Linked DNA regions of Gossypium hirsutum: region 1 is linked to region 2. A link is a contact called in public Hi-C data. All regions are on one chromosome and are shown on one strand. Each heading gives the region's core, a stretch centred on a gene start, on an enhancer-like site or on the middle of the called end of the contact. The rest is flanking DNA. Distances are from core to core; before and after follow the strand shown.

Region 1 (4,170 bases), core at 727-3,226, 180 kb before region 2:
TTCATAAATCAAGTAAATGGCATAGGCTCCACAGTTCCCAGTTCATGGCACGTAGCCGATTCTAACATTTATACTATTTATAGAAGCCTTAACTATCATATTCCATCCATTTTCAGTATAAAGTTCTTATGAATCATATCATATTTTCCTGGGAAGTTCAAAAACCAAAATTTCTTGAAAGAAAACTAGATAAAACAGTAATGGAACATTGGTTGACTAAAGTGAGAGACAAGCTACCTGATGTCCACTCCATTCAGAATTTGCATGCATCCCGTGAGCATACGCTGAATTCTGATTCAAGCATTTAAGATGCTCATTTGACATCATATTCAAGGACAACGAAGGGGCAGTTAGTTCAGCTGATGGCAAAGCATCAAATCCACCATTATAATTCCCTGGAGAATGGTCTCCAGAACCAGAAGGGTCCGAGCGGAAAGTGCTGGATCCTTCAGCAGCAGTAGGGTCCGGATGGTTAAACCTACAGCTAGATCCATATGCACAAGAACCATTACGCATATAATACGGACACTCTTTCTCCAGCTGAAAGGAACATAGAATTAGCTCACATTGTGCACCGGGAGAAGGTAGATATGTTCGAAAACCAAGTGAGAGAAACAAAATATAGCACCCCAAAACATAAAATCCTTACCATTCGAATTGGCAGGCCTAGAAAGTTAAGTTCAGGTGGAGGTAACTCGGACTTTTCGAGGTATCTGGACTTCTCTTTGGAGTGACTATATCTACAAGCTTTTCCATACTTGCATCCTCCCGGACTTAGGTAATACTGCCGAAATAACAGTAGACAAATCAAGATTCTTAATAACAAGTTAGAAACGATTGCCGTGAGTACTAATAATGCTCAAACCTTGCATTCAATCTGCCCTGTCTGTTCCGCTAAGCCATCCTTTTCGCTCTTTTCATTTATATCCTTCAAGTGACACCCACAAATGGCAAGAAGCCAATGAAGTTCAGGGATAATCAATAAGGTAGCAAGCTACAACCTAAAACAGTAGTGAAAATGTTCATAAAGGATGTACCACTTGAAATGGAAGTGCTAAGGAATTGACTTCTAAGGGAGCTAATACATAATCTTCATTAGAGTGCCTATATCTGCAAGCATTTCCATACTTGCACCCTCCAGTGGCTCGGTAATACTACACACATCAAAACACAGAGTAAACATAACAACACAGAGGAACTCAAATACTTCCTTCGTGTCATGTGTACAATAATAATGCTTGGTTGAATAATACATGGCTGATGTCACCATCAAATACACTATTATCCTTACATGCGTTATGGTTAATAAAGAATTGCAACATAAAATTTCAAGGTACCCCAACCTTGCATTCAATTTGCTTTTTCTGATCAGTCGCCAATCCCAGATGATTCTCCTTATCCTTCAACAACCATAAAAAAACACACACAAAAAAATGAAAGTTTTTTAAAAAAATCAGTCTTTTACATTAAAAAATGGTAAAAAAGAAAAAAAGAAAAAACTTAAACCTTAATAGTTCTAGAAACTGGATGGTTAAACTTGCAACAAGAACCAAACTTGCAATTGCCAGATTTAAGATAAAAGCTACAATTTTCAGCATAAGGCCTTAAAGGGTACTGATAATTCTTCCCATTTTGCCACTCCACTTGAAGATTTTCATTGCTATTGTTGTTGTTGTCTCCATAGCCATTCCAGTCATTCTCTTCCAAGGTCACACTTTTAAGGTCCCTAACAATACTTTCTTCTTGTTTTTCCCTTCCAGGGTTAAGATTAGACAAAAGGGTGTTAGAATTAAACCCTGAGAGAGACTCTGGTTGAGTTTCGTTTGGGGGTTCCCGCAGTACTGGTGAGTGTTCTTCATAACTTCCCATCTTTTTCTTTGATTTTTTTTCCCTCAAAGCTCAGCACGCAGCCACGTTATCAACCCTAGCTCACGTGCAGAACATATAACCCGTGCTTTACGGGAATATATTTATTTGTCACTAATAAAAAGTAAACTGCATATCAAAGTTAACTTATATTTTGTTATATAAATTAAAATATATTTATTATGCTTATTTTATTGATTTGCGGGATTTTTTATTTTATAAATAAAATTATTGGTATTATTATATTATTAACAAAGATGTTATTTTTTTAAAAAAATGCAAATTTTAAAACTTGCACACTCCTTTTAAAAGTAGTATTGTTTCATCAACCAATTGGTTTAATGCTTTTGCCAAACAAAACGCAATGTATAATTATCACACCAATTAAGGACTTGAATTCTTAAGAATTTTGCAACTTAAAAGCAGTGAAGCAGTCAAGTCCAAGTAATTTAGTGAATTACATTCATGCATGGTTACTTTTGCTTGTTAACCAAACATTTGGAAACATTAACTCGAAATGAATGAACAAAGGCGGCCGGCCGTTGCATTTATGTCCAAAATCTGACAACTATGGACAAATATCGACATCCTAGTCCTACACCATTCGATTTCTACATCTCTGGCAAGAACTGATTGTGATTCTTGATCGACATCCTATTCCTACATCATTCGATTTCTACATCTCTGGCAAGAACTGATAGTGATTCTTGATCAGACATGTTATGGCTTGTACTCCGCTTGAAAGATCTGCTGCTAAAAAACCGCAGAACGGTGTTCTTCGATTGATGAGACCTATTACTAGATCCGCTGCTGTTGCTGCTGCCACTGTCCTTCTTTGAGAGATCCTCGGATAGTTTGTTAACAAATTCCTCAAAGTGTCGCCTGAAAGTTGGATACCTCGACACTGATTTAGTAATACCTTGTAACCTTCATTAAAAAGTATAAGTAATGGAGTCAGATTACGAAGCATACAGCAGTGTCGAGAAAAAAAATATAGATTAGTTGCATTCTCACCGTCGGGCTAATGCATCAAGCTCAGCTCGTTTACGCTCTGATTCTGGTGGAGACCCAATATTTTTCAACCGTGCTGCATCACCACACAGCAACACTAATTTGCCTAAGTAATCCTTTTCCTCCGGGGAAAGATTCTCAGCTCTGATTTGCTCTTTCAGTATCAAAAAGGGGTTAAGAAACCAATCAAAGAATGCATCTTTTGGTCGGTTTGTGGCCGTTATTTCTGTATTGTCACCTACATAAAAGCAATTCCTCAGATGCTGTTGAAGCCATTTGAAAGCTCATAGGTCATAATCTTTCACAAGTAACTCTTTTTTGGGGGGCTCAATATGGAAACAAATTTACTTACTCAGTAATATGCCCAGTCTATTCGCATCCACAGAGCGCAAGAGTGCCTGAAGAAAGCAATAAGCCGGTAAGCCAATGCTGACCACTCTACTTCCTTTGATGGACTTGGCATCATCGATGTCCTTAGAAGTTATCAGCCCTTCAGACACCATTTTCTCACCATGGACATGGCACTCCTTAAATAAGCCCTCGAGTAGCTGCATTAATCATAAAAGAACTTATTTTAGCACCCGACTACAATCAAATACGAAATGCTTGTTTTATTCCAAAGGGAAAGAAACCACAAGCAAACAAGTCACCTCGAGTGGCTTCAAATCAAGCCTTGCATTTGTAAGTGAATCAATGCGAGCAGGAGGACGGAAGGAGTCAGATTTAGAGAAGGATTCATTTCTGTGCCTACGATACCGAGGCCTGTTTATACCAAAACAAAAAACAAAAAAAAAATACTCATAAAAAGTTTGCTAAGGCATATAATATCATAAGAACAAATCATTAGAATGCTGAATGAAACCTGGGAAGGCAAGATCCTTCAGGCATGTCAAGGACATCAGTGCTGTATTCATCATATATGGACAACGAAGCAACGATATAACAAAGCCCATACCAAAACGAGGACTCCTGCAAATAAAATCACAAAAAAGCAAGTTATATGTTGAATGGAAATAAGGACAAAGAAAATACCAGTCTAACATCATGCTGCAAGTTGAGGTTCCATTACTCTAAAACACTTGGTTGCATTTAATAAAGTACAAAGGTCGGAGAAGAAAATGGATCACAATAAATTTGAAATTAAGTAGACCCGTGGGTAATACAGCAACAACATTGCTCGGTTGTCTATAAGATCTCGTAATGGAAATGTCAACCAATTAAGTGGGACAAAGCATATGAACTTATATAGCTAAATGCTGAATTTATGAAGTTCCACATCCATATTTGAATGAA
Region 2 (4,394 bases), core at 239-2,738:
ACATCATAATCCATGGCATCCACATACATGATTGTAAACCCGGGGGTAGTACAATTATAAGAGACTCTCCCCATCATGCAGGGCATTGGACTCCATCGGACGGTGATGGTGTCTCAATCTTTGGCAGCAAGAATATATGGGTTGACCATTGTTCATTGTCGAATTGTCATGATGGACTCATCGATGTCATCCATGGATCCACCGCCGTGACTATATCAAACAACTACATGACCCATCATGATAAAGTCATGCTTTTGGGCCACAGTGATTCCTATATGCAAGATAAAAACATGCAAGTCACTGTTGCCTTTAACCATTTCGGGGAAGGTCTAATTCAAAGAATGCCAAGGTGTAGACTTGGATATTTCCATGTGGTGAACAACGATTACACCCATTGGGAAATGTACGCCATTGGTGGCAGTGCAAACCCTACTATCAACAGCCAAGGAAACAGGTTTCTAGCACCCAATGATAGATCAAAGAAAGAGGTAATTAATTTTCAAAGTCCTCATTAGCACGAGTTAACTCATATATATCACCATTTTCACACTACCATATGTAATGATTTTTGTAGGTGACCAAGCATGAGAATGCACCAGAGAGTGAATGGAAACGCTGGAACTGGAGATCCGAAGGAGACTTGATGTTGAATGGAGCCTTTTTCAGGCAAACCGGTGCTTCTGGTGCATCTTCAACCTTTTCTAGGGCTTCGAGCCTTAGTGCTAGACCATCTTCTCTTGTGGGTACAATGACAATGACTGCTGGCGCACTCAAATGTAGAAGGGGTTCCCACTGCTAGTTTTAAACTTATAATTAGCAGTTTAATTATAATTTAGTCTTTTTGTTTCTTTTAAGAATGTAATGAAACGACGACCTCTGCATGTTGCCTGAAATTGGACACAACTTGGATTAATCATTAATCCTATACAGTTAATTTGTAGTAATTTTCTGTATTGATAGATCAAAGCATGCAACTGCAGTTTAGGGTTGCTTTTATGTAATCTGCTATAAGTGGCTAAAGTGTACTTTTTCATGAAAGTGATTGTCTTTATTGATAAGAGAGTTTTGCTTGTTTTATCTACATAACGTATAAAAAGTATATATTTTATATCTCTTAAATGCTTTCATGGATAAAAAGTCAAACCAAAGCATTAATTATAATGGAAAAAGATAAAAAGTATTTATATAAAATGTTGTGAGCGTTTGGATAATTGTCACCGAAAAAGTTATTGCTTTTGAAGTACCAAAATGTCAATGCAAACAAACCCAATTAATCATCAATTAATTTATTCTTTGTCGTTGAAAAAAATTAAAATATAGAATTTTACTAATAAAAACTTAATAATAATAGTAATAGTATTCCTTAAAAAATTAATAATAGTAATAACCAAAAATGGAAAACCTTAATTTAGAAAATTAATAATAGTAATAATCATGCGATCTAGTTTTGATGTGTGAAACAAACAATGGTTTATAGGAAGAAAATTTTCATATAAAAAGGAGCAACTAAAAGCCAAGTTTTGGGCGTAAATCATGGAGAAACTGAATATCTGAGCTAGACCGCAATGTGATTTGAGTAGAGTGGGAATGCAAGACAGAATCTCCCGCATGCACTCATAGCTTCAAGCTTTTTGGTATGTTTATTACATTGTGATTAATTAAAGTCAGTCACTGTCTCAAACATTTGCAAATGCCAATTGCAATTTACTAAACTTCTTTCTATCTCATATCATCTTCTTGCAGACCTTTGCTTTTACCATGAATATCAAGTATCTCTCCCTATCTATCTCTATATATTGACCCAACCAGTTTTGGGCTAAAATATATTGACCCATTAGAAAATGGGTCTAAGATATTTCTTTATTGAAATGGACCCAAGACAAGTTCCACGACGGTTTTTGTTCTTTGGATCATAGCCTTCATTGGTCTCACTTTCATTTTTATTCACTGATAAATTGCCAAAACAACCATGTCATTACAAAATTACTTTGCAAAGTGAGGTCCAAACTTGCAGTAGTTTTGACTTGGAAAGAAAACCCGAAGGAAGAAAGCAAAAGCAACATAGAGTAGATCGCCAACTTCAACAAATGAAAGCATAAAAGATAACTTTGTTTCATTGTTTGTGACGACAACGTGTCTGTCATCTCCGCCCTCATGCGCTTTCATTTCCCCTTATATTCTTCTTCATCTTTCTCCCTCTTTTCTGACTTCACTTTCATTTCTTCATTGCCACTCATCTTTTCTTCCTCCCATTTCTCCCCTTTCATTTCAATGGCTCCTGCTTTTGAACCTCTCTCTCCCCCACACCAAGAAGCTGAACCCCAAACTGCAACACCCCATCACGCTGACACTGTAAACAATTTTGGGAATGATGGTCAAGTTGTCTCTAAATCAAAGGTCACTGTTGTTGGTAGTGGTAATTGGGGTAGTGTTGCTGCTAAGCTCATTGCTTCTAACACTCTCAAGCTCAACTCTTTTCATGGTATTTGTCTACCCTTCACTCATCTTTTTGTTTCTTGCATGATTTTCCGTTTCTTTCAACGATTTAGAAACCGGGGAAAAGCTCCCCAAAGATGTTAGCTTGTGAGATTCATATGGTGGAATGATGAAAAAGATTACTTAACTATGTTTAGAAGTATTGAGATTTGATAATACTAAGTGGAAGTTTTTATGGTTTTAGATTTGGAATTGAATTGCAATTTGTTCTAATGAAAAATCCAGATGAAGTGAGGATGTGGGTATTTGAGGAGACATTGCAAACGGATGAAAAGCTTACAGATGTCATTAACAAAACTAATGTGAGCACTTGAAAACATTCATTTTCTGTCCATTTGTTTATTTTCTTGTAGATTTTCTCAACCTGTAAGTGGGCTTGCTTTTGTTTCACTAGGAAAATGTTAAATACCTTCCTGGTATTAAGCTCGGCAAAAATGTCATTGCGGATCCAGACCTCGACAATGCAGGTAATCAATTTCCCCTTTTTTCTTTACATTTCTTGTACCCTTTTTGCTTCATTTATATTCTTGAATGCTTGTAGCTAGGGTAGTTAGGGATAGATGTTCACTATGTTTACGGTTGAAATCGAAATTCTGCAGTAAAAGATGCAAACATGTTGGTCTTTGTGACCCCTCATCAATTTATGGAGGGCATATGCAAGAGGCTTGTTGGTAAAGTAAGGGGAGATGTTGAGGCTATTTCTCTTATTAAAGGGATGGAGGTCAAAATGGAAGGCCCTTGTATGATCTCCAATCTTATATCCGAGCAGCTCGGCATCAATTGTTCTGTTCTAATGGGGGCAAATATCGCAAATGAGGTAATCAGTTGATATACTTGAGAAGTTCACATACAAATTACAGTGTCATTTTGCCATTGGTTTCTCACAAGTAACTAGTTGAGCCTATAGATCGCTGTGGAGAAATTCAGTGAAGCAACGGTTGGATATCGAGACAATCGAGAGATTGCGGAGCAATGGGTTAAATTATTCAGTACCCCTTATTTCATGGTCACTCCTGTGAGTAATATTGCTACACTTTTTTCATTCGAGCTCTAATTAATATCAGAATCATGAATTGTTGAATTGGTACAGAGCATAAAGTACGAATGTAATGCATTTTAAGAAATATTTTGGCCTTCTGTTTTCACGAACAAACAGGTCCAGGATGTGGAAGGGGTTGAACTATGTGGAACTTTGAAGAATGTTGTGGCCATTGCAGCTGGTATGTAATACAGTAACATGTTTTCATCCTTCTACACAAACTTATGAATTAAAAGCAATCCTAATTCTTAATCTTACAGGTTTTGTGGATGGACTTGAGATGGGAAATAACACAAAGGTTCTTACATATGATTTTTCTTTTTTAAAAATAAGTCTTTCATATTCTTGGCCGTCATTTCTCACTGTTACTATGTAAATTATTAGGCTGCGATAATGCGAATTGGTCTAAGAGAGATGAGAGCTTTCTCCAAACTGTTATTTTCATCTGTTAGGGATAGTACCTTCTTTGAAAGCTGCGGAGTTGCTGATGTCATCACAACATGCTGTAAGAGCACATACATATCCAGACCTTCTATTTGAGAAAACTAATCTACTTTGGTTCTAAAACTATTACATTCGTCGCAGTGGGGGGAAGAAACCGAAAAGTTGCAGAGGCATTTGCTAGGAATGGAGGAAAAAGGTTAGCTTTAACGATTTGGTGAACAAGTTTTTGCCATTATAAAATGCAAATTCTAACCATACTGTTTCTTATATACAGATCTTTTGATGACCTAGAAGCTGAGATGTTGCAGGGCCAGAAATTACAGGTAGATCTTAAAACATGAAAAGTATGGTCTTGAAAATAATAGCCAAATTCGAGTAAATCTCAAACAGCTTCAAAGATGTTTTTGAATGCCTA

What was found. Hi-C and Micro-C count contacts between places; a contact is called where the count stands out from the background.
Region 1: a Hi-C map of leaf shows a contact between it and region 2, with 4 times the contacts expected there. The contact joins the promoter of LOC107892214 here to the promoter of LOC107892221 in region 2. A contact is called at or near these places in 15 of 34 Hi-C or Micro-C datasets (callus, fibers, hypocotyl and 3 more).

The regions. Positions count from the first base shown.
Region 1 is chrD09:10,741,822-10,745,991 of Gossypium_hirsutum_v2.1, reverse strand. LOC107892214 (zinc finger CCCH domain-containing protein 67) reads right to left here and starts at 1,976. Exons shown (of 8, transcript XM_016817229.2): 1 at 1,507-1,976; 2 at 1,344-1,400; 3 at 1,038-1,154; 4 at 866-928; 5 at 650-784; 6 at 238-540. The coding sequence starts at 1,869. LOC107892215 reads right to left here. Exons shown (of 10, transcript XM_016817231.2): 6 at 3,740-3,846; 7 at 3,528-3,639; 8 at 3,230-3,425; 9 at 2,881-3,115; 10 at 2,306-2,793. The coding sequence ends at 2,532.
Region 2 is chrD09:10,558,547-10,562,940 of Gossypium_hirsutum_v2.1, reverse strand. LOC107892221 (glycerol-3-phosphate dehydrogenase [NAD(+)]) reads left to right here and starts at 1,488. Exons shown (of 12, transcript XM_016817235.2): 1 at 1,488-1,634; 2 at 1,744-2,482; 3 at 2,722-2,798; 4 at 2,891-2,963; 5 at 3,096-3,313; 6 at 3,404-3,511; 7 at 3,653-3,716; 8 at 3,796-3,833; 9 at 3,920-4,040; 10 at 4,121-4,175; 11 at 4,254-4,302. The coding sequence starts at 2,155. LOC107892218 (pectate lyase) reads left to right here. Exons shown (of 3, transcript XM_016817234.2): 2 at 1-488; 3 at 575-944. The coding sequence ends at 799.